Regions from separate parts of the Sus scrofa genome. Here regions 2 and 3 are each linked to region 1. A link is a contact called in public promoter capture Hi-C data. All regions are on one chromosome and are shown on one strand. The core of a region is the stretch at or near the end of the contact, and the rest is flanking DNA. Distances in the headings are between cores, read along the strand shown. Region 1 holds the start of RUSC1 (RUN and SH3 domain-containing protein 1). Region 2 holds the start of ASH1L (histone-lysine N-methyltransferase ASH1L). Region 3 holds the start of TRIM46 (tripartite motif-containing protein 46).

Region 1 (3,203 bases), core at 249-2,748:
ACAGTCTATGTTGTCCTTGCTTCTCCAAGTTTCCTTTTCCTCCTGAAGGAAGTCAGAAGTGGCAGAAAGATTAGGAAGAGGGATCTGAGTGACTCGAGGACTGAGGGCCTCCAGGATGGGGTCCTCTCTGCTATGACTCGCAGGAAGGCTTAGCTAACATAAGTGGGCTAGAGGCTGGACCGTGGATCAGGGATGTCTGAAAGGAGAGAGAAGATTAGGGGCTGCACGGGAGCACGAGCTTGTGGAAGGAAGCAGCCAGGAAGATGAAGGCACCTCTGGGGTGTGGCTTGTCAATTCCCTTTTCACCTCAGGCAGGCATTGACGGGGAGAAGGAGCACGCCAATGCCAAGAAGATCCTGATGGAGATGGGAGAGTTCTTTCAGATTCAGGTAGGAAGGCGTGAGGCGCCAGCAGCGAACAGGCTCCGACTTTTCTTCTTGTCTCGGCGCCTCTTCATTCCTCCTTTGTCGTCTCCCCACCCACCCCAGGACGATTACCTCGACCTCTTTGGGGACCCCAGCGTGACAGGCAAGATCGGCACAGACATCCAGGACAACAAGTGCAGCTGGCTGGTGGTTCAGTGTCTGCAGCGGGCCTCTCCGGAGCAGCGCCAAATCCTGCAGGTGCCCCAGAGCGGGCTGTGGATCCCTGAGCTGCCGAAAAGGGGGATTGAGCTAGTGGTTCTGCAGTAGGGGTGATTTTGCACCACAGGGGGTGTTGGGCAATGTCAAGAGACATCTTGTTATAACTCGGTGTGTGCATGTGCCACACATCTCTCTAGTGGTTAGCAACCCAGCGGAGCTGCCAAACGTGCAGCTTCCCACACCAAGTTATCTGGCCAAAAAATTTCAGTAGTGCCAAGGGTTGAGAAATCCAGGGATAGAGGAAGCTGAGGGCTGAACCAGTCTCCTAGCATTTGGGGCGGGGAGGGAGAAGTTCACGATCCTAGATACTCGGAGACACTTGAAATTGGAGACAGCGATGGTGGGAATGGCATTGAAGATGTTCTGGAATATCCAGATGAGGGGAGTGGAGGGGACCTGGAGGTGTTGAGGGAAGGCTAACAGGCCCACTTTCCTGCCTCCAACGCTCCAGGAGAACTATGGGCAGAAGGATGCTGAGAAGGTGGCCCGGGTGAAGGCGCTGTATGAGGAGATGAATCTGCAGGCAGTGTTCCTGCAGTACGAGGAAGACAGTTACAGCCACCTGATGGGTCTCATCGAGCAGTATGCTGCGCCCCTGCCCCCGGCCATCTTCCTGGAGCTGGCACACAAGATCTACAAGAGAAGAAAGTAGCCCAGAGACTGAAGGTGGGAGGGGGGGCTCTCAATAAATTACTATCTAACCTCCGGTTCCGTTCCTGTTTTTTTGCCAGCCAGGGGCGCAGCTGTGTCCAGAATAGGCAGGGTGGAGGGTAGCTGCGTGGAAACCGGGACTGTGGGCTTTGGCTTTAGGATCTGCCCGGGATCGAATGCTCAAAGCCCTCAAAAGCAGTCGACCTGGGCCTGGGTGGGTGCCGGGCAAGACGTCAAGCGCTGGGGGCTGGGTCTCGGTCACGCCCCGCCCATGCGTGAAGGGGCGCGGCTGCGCAGCGCTGGCCGGTTGTGCCAGCGCCCCTCCCCTCCAGTCTGTGTGGGCTGGGCGGGGTCCGTGGGAGCCACAGAGGATCCCCGACGCCGCTGCGGAGCGGTTGCAGGAGGACCCTGGTGAGGATGGCCTTTGGGTGTGGCTGGAGGGATAGGGCACGTGGGGTGGGGCAGGAGAGGGGGAGCAGTGAAAAATGAATAGACAAGGGGCGGGGTGGTAGCTGGACGATGGAGACAACTGCAGAGAGAATGGAAAGACATGCAGGTTCTCGGAGCTGGATGAAGGTGCACAGCTGCTGTGGGCTGGAGCCCGGGTTCTATGCGGGCCGACCTGCCAGGCTGCGTTGACATGCTGATGGCTGCTTCGTCCTTCCCCCCACGCCCGCCCCTTTCCTGCATTAACCAGCCAGACGCGCCTCCCCCTCTCATTTCAGAGCATCTGGGCGGGGCCTCTCGGCCCCTTCTGGGAGTGAGGGGCATTCTGGGGGCAGGGCCAGATTGCAGTAGAGTGGATCCCGGGGCCATTCTCAGCCTGGCCCCATCCTTTTACAAGCCCCTGCACCTCCAAGGAGACTGAGAACGCAGCCGCATTCTCTAACCCGTCCCGCCCCATTCCCAGGAGGTTACAGTCGACTCCACCTGCAAACACTGCAGCGGATGCTAATGGCCAGTTGATGTCTGTTTGCATCTCATCTAAATATTGTTTAAGGCGCCTTTCCAGGCCTGCTCCAGCCATCAGTCACCTCAGCGTCCTTCCTGCGGCCCGCACCCTCACTGCTGGTTTCACCATCCCTGTCTTCTAGGTCTGCGTCTGCTGTTGCCAGGTAGGTGGATGTGAGAGGCCTGAGCCTCCTCATTCTCTAGAGGCTACCCCGTCGCCGCCGGCACCATGCTGTCCCCTCAGAGGGCTTTACTCTGCAACCTCAACCACATCCACCTCCAGCATGTCTCTCTGGGCCTGCACTTGTCCCGCCGTCCGGAGCTACGAGAGGGGCCCTTGAGCACATCCCCTCCCCCAGGGGACACCGGGGGTAAGGAGAGCCGAGGGCCTTGCAGCGGGACCCTGGTGGACGCCAATTCCAACAGCCCAGCCGTGCCCTGCCGATGCTGCCAGGAGCACGGGCCAGGCCTAGAAAACCGGCAGGTCCCAGCACAGGAAGAAGAGGGGGCTGCCTCTCCCTCGGACCCAGGCTGCTCCTCCTCTCTCAGCTCCTGCTCAGATTTTAGCCCGGATGAGTCCCCCATCTCAGTCTACTCCAGGGAGCTCCCTGGCAATGAGGATGTCCACCCTCAGCCCAGCATCGTCCCCCTGGAGCAAGGCTCTCCACTGGCCTCCGCCGGCACAGGCGCTTGCTCTCCAGACAGCTTTTGTTGCTCTCCGGATTCCTGCTCCGGAACTTCCTCTCCAACCGGCCCTAGCCTGGACTCCAACTGCAATGCCCTGACCACCTGCCAGGACCTCCCTTCCCCAGGGCTAGAGGAAGAAGACGAGGGTGGGGAGCAGGACCTCTCTACCCCTGACCTCCCAGAAGGTGATGATGGGAAAATCGATGCTGGGAAAACTGAACCCAGTTGGAAAATCAACCCCATTTGGAAAATTGACACCGAGAACACAGA
Region 2 (3,203 bases), core at 312-2,811, 200 kb after region 1:
GAATAACTGGTTATGACAAGTTTCTCCCATCCCTGACCACACACTTACATGCTACATTTCTAAAATACTGCTTTGACTTCTCTTTCCCAACAAGTCAATAAGGCACTCTCAAACCCTAAAACACACACACATATCAACCAGCAGGGAATATCCCAAACTTTAATTTAAAAATAAGCTAACTTATAAGTGGAACTACATTACACTTGTACAAATAAAAGCAAACTCTTCCGAAACACTTTCCTTTCTTGCATACACACACAAACACAGCCGCTATACACTAACAGACCATCTGTCTCCTAGACCAAAAACATGTCTTTCCATGCACAAACTAACCAGTAACATCTATTAAACTTATAACACGGAGACCATCCTGTAGTTTCAACAGCCAGTTGAGCGTGTCAGGGACACCACAGATCTGAACATACAGGTAAACTACCCTCAAAAGAGGATCATCCCTCCTGACACTCTTATTCCTTAACGGGAACAACCTGGCCTATGGGGGATGCTCCAATCGTGCCTCCACAACACACAAACTAACCTGTCAGGGGCACAGCGGGCTCCGCCTCCACTCGCTTACTTTCCCGCCCCCTCCCCCAAGCCAGGAGCCCGCCTGTCAGGGACACCCCTTCACCTCCGCCAGGAGGGACTTCCCGGTAAGCTCAGGATCCCCTTCCCTACTCTCCCCTCCCCCATCCTTACCACCGCTCTCCCGGAGGTCCAGGTCCGGGAGATGACAGTAGCTCCCAGGAAGCCAAGGACTGAGTCGCTGAGGGAGTACTTAGGCCCAAAGGCCTCCCCAGGCGGTACTACTCACCGTGTCAGAGGCCGAGGCCGAGAGAGATGAGAGTGCAGGGAAGTGGGGAAGAGGGGGCGGCCGCCACCAGGCTCCTCCGCTTCCCTTGGTCCACAGCGGATCCCTCCCGCTTGTCAGGAGGCGGCCAGCGGGTGAGCGGACTGGCGGAAATGCGAGAGAGGAGAGGGGAAAGGCGTGGGGCTAAGCGGGGGAAACTGAGGGGAGGCGGGTCCCGCAACCGAGACGGGGATCGTCTCCCCCTCCGCAAAGCGAACCCAAAATGGCGGCGGGAGCGGCGGCGGCAGAGCGGCGGCGGCGGCAGCTCCTTGGGAGGGAGGGAGCGAAGGGCGCCTCGTGCCCCCCCACCTCCCACTCCTCCCTCCTCGCGTTTTCCCCCTTCGTCCTCCCTCCTCACTCGACTCGGGCGGCAGAGCGCGCACGCCCGCCCGCACGCGCCAGAGTGTATCTGGGCTCGTCGCTTGCTGCTCCCACCAACCACCGCCTTCGGCCGCCTGGCGCGCCCGCCAGCCAGTACGCACTCGCTCTGGGGAGCCTCCTCGCACGGTCCCCCACTTCCCCTCGGCCCCTGTCAAGCCAGCTTTGGCGCGGGCCCTCACGCGTACCTTCAGCGGCGCGAGCCCAAGCCTCCTCCTCCACCTCCTCTCCTCTCCTCCCCCCCTTCCCCGCCCCCACTGCCACCAACCGCCGCCACGGCCGCCGCCGCCGCCTCCTCCCCCTCCGCCCCCCCCACATACCCTCCACCCCTCGCGCGTGCGCCTCCCACAATCCCCCCCGCGGGACTGTTCCATTCCCATTAGCTGCAGCAGCGGGGGAGAAAAGGACAGACGAAACGGGCAGAAGTTGCCGTTAGGATTGGAATTACCCCAGTGGCCAGTAGACACCTATGACTATTTACCTCGATGGCTGAGGCGCCAAGGCGACACGGCTCGCTCCCCCCACCTCGTCCTGGCCGCGGTGAGCGGCTCGGGGGCGGCCTAGCGCCCCTCTGCTGACAAGTAGTTGGAGGCCGCGGCGGCTGCGCGGTGAGCAGCTTCCTGCCAAACGACCCGAGCTTGCTTCTCTGCTGCGGGACAAGCGCTGTGGAGCCAGCCCTTGACTGTGCCTGTCGTTCACCGCATCAGGAAAGCGGATCCACGACTCTCGGTGAGGGAATGGACCTGCATGGGGTTGTACTCATGAAGGAGAGGAGTGGGACTCGGAACCTCCATGAGGTAGGGAGTGAAACCAGTTGGGCCGGCGACCCTCCTAGGGGGCTTCCTTCCGGGCTCCGTGTTGCGGTCCTGAAACCTAAAGAAGAACCGGTGCGTGGTCGGCTTTTTCTTTCTTCCTTTTTTGAAATTCTATTTTAAACCCATCTTAGATTGCTCGAATTTCACGCCACTGTCTATACGCGATGATGTTTCGTGCACTTTTATGCATTCCTCTTGGCTAGATGATATATTTTCAACCTCATTAGGCAGCCTGATGTTAGAGGATAAAGATGCCATACGTTACAAATTCAAGGTCTGGACTTGGTCTCTCACGTCTTGTGTGTCTTTCAGAAAGTTATTTTTCTTAATTCCTTGTCAACAAATGAAAAACTGAACATAAAAATTAGTTAACTCCAAATCTGCCTTCAAGGTTGGTATGTGATAAAATAAAATAATGTAGATAAAGAAGTATTAGCTTCTAGGCACAGGGAAGGTGCAAAGTGTAATGTTATCGTTTACAGTACTCTGGATGTTGATAAGGTTTGTGGGTGTAATTGGTAGTTTGTGTCCTATTCTTCCAAATCGTTATAATAAATGCAAAAGGAAATCTTTCAGATTTCTGTGGCTACTGATACTTGTTTCTCAAAACTGTGAATGAACACTTACTTTTTCTTGATGATTGAGTAAGGAGAACTATGAACTATTAAAATGTACGGGTATTTCTGAAGCTTTCTATTCAAATAATCTTTAGTTTCACCCAAAGTGTAAAACAGAATAAATCGGGGGAGGGATCCGCTTGGATATTCCGTTCCTTAACATCTATGGACTTTTAAGGATCTAGGAATAGTTTCAAAATCACTGTACTAGATTAATTTCAAGCTCTAAAGTTTAAGTAGACAGTCCTAAATGTTCCCTTTTCCATACTTAAGTATATGGATCAGGTTTTGTTTAATTGCTCTGGGTTTTTTTTTTTTTTTTTTAAGGGAAGGATGGAATCCCCTTTAATTACCTCACTATCCATATCTTTGCTTTTCCTAATCGTATCTTAAGCCCCAGCTATTTTATGGAGCCATTTAGAGGCCATATATCTTTCTCAATAGTGTCATGTATGCAAGTGTGTTACCCTACCAAGAACATTTTTAATTTGAGGGCAGAGACTATGTCTAACATTTCTTTGTATATTCTTTTGTAGTTTGGTG
Region 3 (3,203 bases), core at 224-2,723, 140 kb before region 1:
GCAGCAGCTAGCTAAGGTGCTGCTTCCAGACAGTATTAATACACATATTGCCTTTTCCTAAAACACCTTTACTATTCTAAGCACCTGGAAATTCAGTACCGTGTTTGCGGAGGTTACAGGAGAGGGATCAAATATTCCACCCTCAATTTCCACTTACTCTCCGGGAAGATCTTTGCTTGGAATCCTTTGCCAAAGACAAGATTCTCCAGATTATTGAAGGCCTGGGTTGAGAGAGTGAAGGAGTAGGACGTGCACAGGAGTAGGAGGGCAGAGCTCTGTCGGTAACGGGAGGGGTACAAGCCTGTGGCCCTCCACCCTCCCCACCCTCAAACACGTCTGTTTGCTCCACCTCAGGGAGGATACGGTGAGAGAGAAGACGAAAAGGCCGGAACCAAGTAGGCCGCCCTGGATGGTGAGCCACTCGGTGGAGGCCAGTTGGCGGCTGTACATCTGCATCCCAGCGAAGAGCAGCAGGGACAGGAGAGAGGAGAGCGCCAGCGAGGTGCCCGTACCCACCACTGCAGCGGGGTAGAGAAGAGACGGAGATTAGGCCCAGCCCTCCCTCCAGCAGCTGCAGGCAGATCCGGCAGGTCCGGGAGTCGAGGGCCCGACCACTTCCAAGCGCTCCCAGGACTGCAGCCATTCTCCCCAACTCCCAAAACCCGCGGCGACCCCCCAGGAATTCATTCCTCAGCCCCAGATGCCTCGAACCCTCCCGCCCTGGGGAAATGCCCGCCCCCCTGGAACCCAGGACACGTCAGCTCTGCGGGAAGAGGACGAGGAAAGCTGGTCCGCCCAACTCCGACCCCACTAGCCCGTCCAGGTGGGATCCCGCGGGTCCCGTTACCCATCATGCCCTGCCCTGGGGTCCAATTGGCGCCGCGATCCGAGAGGAGAGCCGAACCGGGGACGGTTGGCTGTGCGCATGCGTCGGCCCCAAACGTAGACTTGCTTCTCCCCAACGTCTTCCTCTTTCTCCCCCGCCGCGCCTGGGTGCAGCGCCCTCTCCCGGAAGGGAGGAAATAGTTCATGCAAAAGCAGCCTTGGCCACCACCCTGGTCCCCCGCTCTTCTCCGCACCCGGAGCATCTGCCGCCTCTCAGTGCACGCTGCACTTAACTCTTCAAGTCACTGGGCCCATGGACCATAGTCTCTAGCCCACGTCTGTCTTCTTTGCCATTCACGTCAGCCCTAGTGCCCGTTCCTTAAAACTCCCTCCCCCATGATCATTGCCTCGTGGACTCTGCCCAAACCAAAATCAAGTGCTTCCATCCTTAAGCCCATCTTTCTCTGAAACTATCCTCTTGCTTTCTCTGAGCAAGATTAGGAGCCAATAAAGAATTCGAACATAAGAAATGGCACCCCCCTCAGATACCATTCCAAGTTACCCACCGCCACCCACCACCGCCTCCTGAGAACCACGTGGGGAAAACTATTTCCCACCTCCTACCTCGACCGGCGCTGTTCGAGGATGGTCCCTTGAGCATGCGCAGTGACATCTCACCCACCCCTCCCCACATCCCCACTGGGCTCCAGCATTAAGCCCGGGGTTCGCAGCCGCAGCCGGGATCGGGCACCCGGGGGCGGGCGGGCATGGTAGGGCCATGGCTGAGGGTGAGGATATGCAGACCTTCACTTCCATCATGGATGCACTGGTCCGCATCAGTGTGAGTTAAGGTGGGGTCGAGGGAAGGGGAGGGGGAGTATAGGGGTCCCGGGCTGGCCGGAACCTGGAACAGGTGGGGATCCTGCAAATGCTGGGATGTAGACAGCGGGCTGATGATGCCAGAAAGAACTGGGGGGATCGGGTTGCAGGCATGTGAGGGTAATCTGGGGGCAGCCCTGTGGTAAATGCCGTGAAGGCGTCCATCTGCTGGGATGTAAGGAACCTGGAGCTGCCCGGGCGCAGGGGGCGGCCCGGGTTAGCCGCCAGCCGTGCACCGGGGCTGGGGCTGCAGGGCAACCGGGCTATGCTCTGAGGAGGGGGCGTGAGTGAGCTTGGATATTTTCCAGGAAAACTGAGGACAGGTGGGGGGAGAGCAAGGAGCCGCTCCGCGGTGTAGTTCCAATTTGGACCCCTCCCAGAGACCCCACCCCACCGCACCCCCACTCAAGGCTGCCTCCGAGCCTGCGGTTGTCATGGCAACCCGTGCCCGGCTCTCCCAGGGGCGGTGCCAACCCTGCTCCCCCCCACCACTTCCTTCCCCCTCCCTCCCTGTCCCTCCCTCCTTTGTGTCAGCTGCGCCCCTGACCGGGATGGCTGCGAAGAGAGGGACCAAGGTGAGGTGTGGGGGTGGGGCATAGCTTCAGGACCCCCCGCAACCAAAAAAGGGAGGGGTACTTCCGGTGGGGAGGGGGCAAGGAGGCGGGGCGCTCATTTTTTTTCCCTTGCTAGGGGAGGGGGTTGCGGCAGGCCAGGTGGCGCCGGGGGAGGAAGCAGGAGGGCCGGAGCGTGGGGGGCAAAAGGGAATGGGTTAGAAGGAGCCGGATGGGTTAGTGATGGGGAATGGAAGCGAGGGCAGCTGCAGGCCGGAGCCGCGGCAGGAGGACGGGCAGGGTGAGCAGAAGGATGGAGAGAGCCTGGCTATAGGGAGGAGTCACGCGGGGGAGGGGGGAGGAGGGGGGGAGTCAGAGAAGGGGGCGGGGGTCCGCACGGAGCTGCAGAATGGGCGGTGTCCTTGAGAGGAGTGGCGGGGGCAGGCGGCCCAGGGATGGGGGGGGATGGGGCCAAGGCCAGGTGAGAGGGGCTGCAGGTCTGGCTGGGACTGGGACGGTGAAGGATGTGGGGCCTGAGGCTGGGGTAGACGCGAGCTTCGACCATCCCTCCTCCTTAGGTTCTGTAGCTCTGCAGGAGGGAAACAGAAGCTAGAGACAGGGAGCCGGGAAGGCCTGTGAACCAGGCCAGGGCTGGTGCTGGAGAAAATCCACAGCTTGTCCGATCCCTTGTAACTTGTCTTGCCCATTCCTGAGATCCCGTGGGTCTCTAAGGGCAGCTGAGGGGCCTGTGGAGAGATGTCCAGGTGTCCAAGCTCTGATCCAACCTCCCGGTCCCTCCACAGACGAGCATGAAGAACATGGAGAAGGAACTGCTGTGCCCAGTGTGTCAAGAGATGTACAAGCAGCCACTGGTGCTGCCCTGTACCCACAATGTGTGCCAGGCCTGTGCCCGGGAGGTGCTGGGCCAGCAGGGCTACATAGGCCATG

The links. Promoter capture Hi-C pulls out the DNA fragments that hold promoters and counts their contacts.
Region 2: a promoter capture Hi-C map of fetal liver shows a contact between it and region 1, with 4 times the contacts expected there. The contact joins the promoter of ASH1L here to the promoter of RUSC1 in region 1. A contact is called at or near these places in 3 of 5 promoter capture datasets (fetal liver, fetal skeletal muscle and liver), 5 of 47 Hi-C or Micro-C datasets (embryonic fibroblasts, epiblast stem cells, heart right ventricle and 2 more) and 2 of 2 datasets of contacts at active chromatin or transcription factors (alveolar macrophages and skeletal muscle).
Region 3: a contact with region 1 is called in a promoter capture Hi-C map of fetal liver, with 2.2 times the contacts expected there. The contact joins the promoter of TRIM46 here to the promoter of RUSC1 in region 1. A contact is called at or near these places in 1 of 5 promoter capture datasets (fetal liver), 1 of 47 Hi-C or Micro-C datasets (subcutaneous adipose tissue) and 1 of 2 datasets of contacts at active chromatin or transcription factors (alveolar macrophages).

The regions. Positions count from the first base shown.
Region 1 is chr4:94,498,288-94,501,490 of Sscrofa11.1, reverse strand. RUSC1 (RUN and SH3 domain-containing protein 1) reads left to right here and starts at 1,498. Exons shown (of 12, transcript XM_013997003.2): 1 at 1,498-1,706; 2 at 2,390-3,203. The coding sequence starts at 2,476. It overlaps FDPS (farnesyl diphosphate synthase), which reads left to right. Exons shown (of 10, transcript NM_001185131.1): 8 at 312-389; 9 at 489-623; 10 at 1,096-1,296. The coding sequence ends at 1,296.
Region 2 is chr4:94,295,890-94,299,092 of Sscrofa11.1, reverse strand. ASH1L (histone-lysine N-methyltransferase ASH1L) reads right to left here and starts at 1,561. Exons shown (of 28, transcript XM_021089697.1): 1 at 1,417-1,561; 2 at 815-954. The coding sequence starts at 1,546. It overlaps DAP3 (28S ribosomal protein S29, mitochondrial), which reads left to right and starts at 1,612. Exons shown (of 13, transcript XM_021089714.1): 1 at 1,612-2,025.
Region 3 is chr4:94,641,026-94,644,228 of Sscrofa11.1, reverse strand. It overlaps TRIM46 (tripartite motif-containing protein 46), which reads left to right and starts at 1,473. Exons shown (of 11, transcript XM_003125718.5): 1 at 1,473-1,666; 2 at 3,059-3,203. The coding sequence starts at 1,604. KRTCAP2 (keratinocyte associated protein 2) reads right to left here and starts at 929. Exons shown (of 5, transcript NM_001190186.1): 1 at 848-929; 2 at 364-518; 3 at 158-221. The coding sequence starts at 854.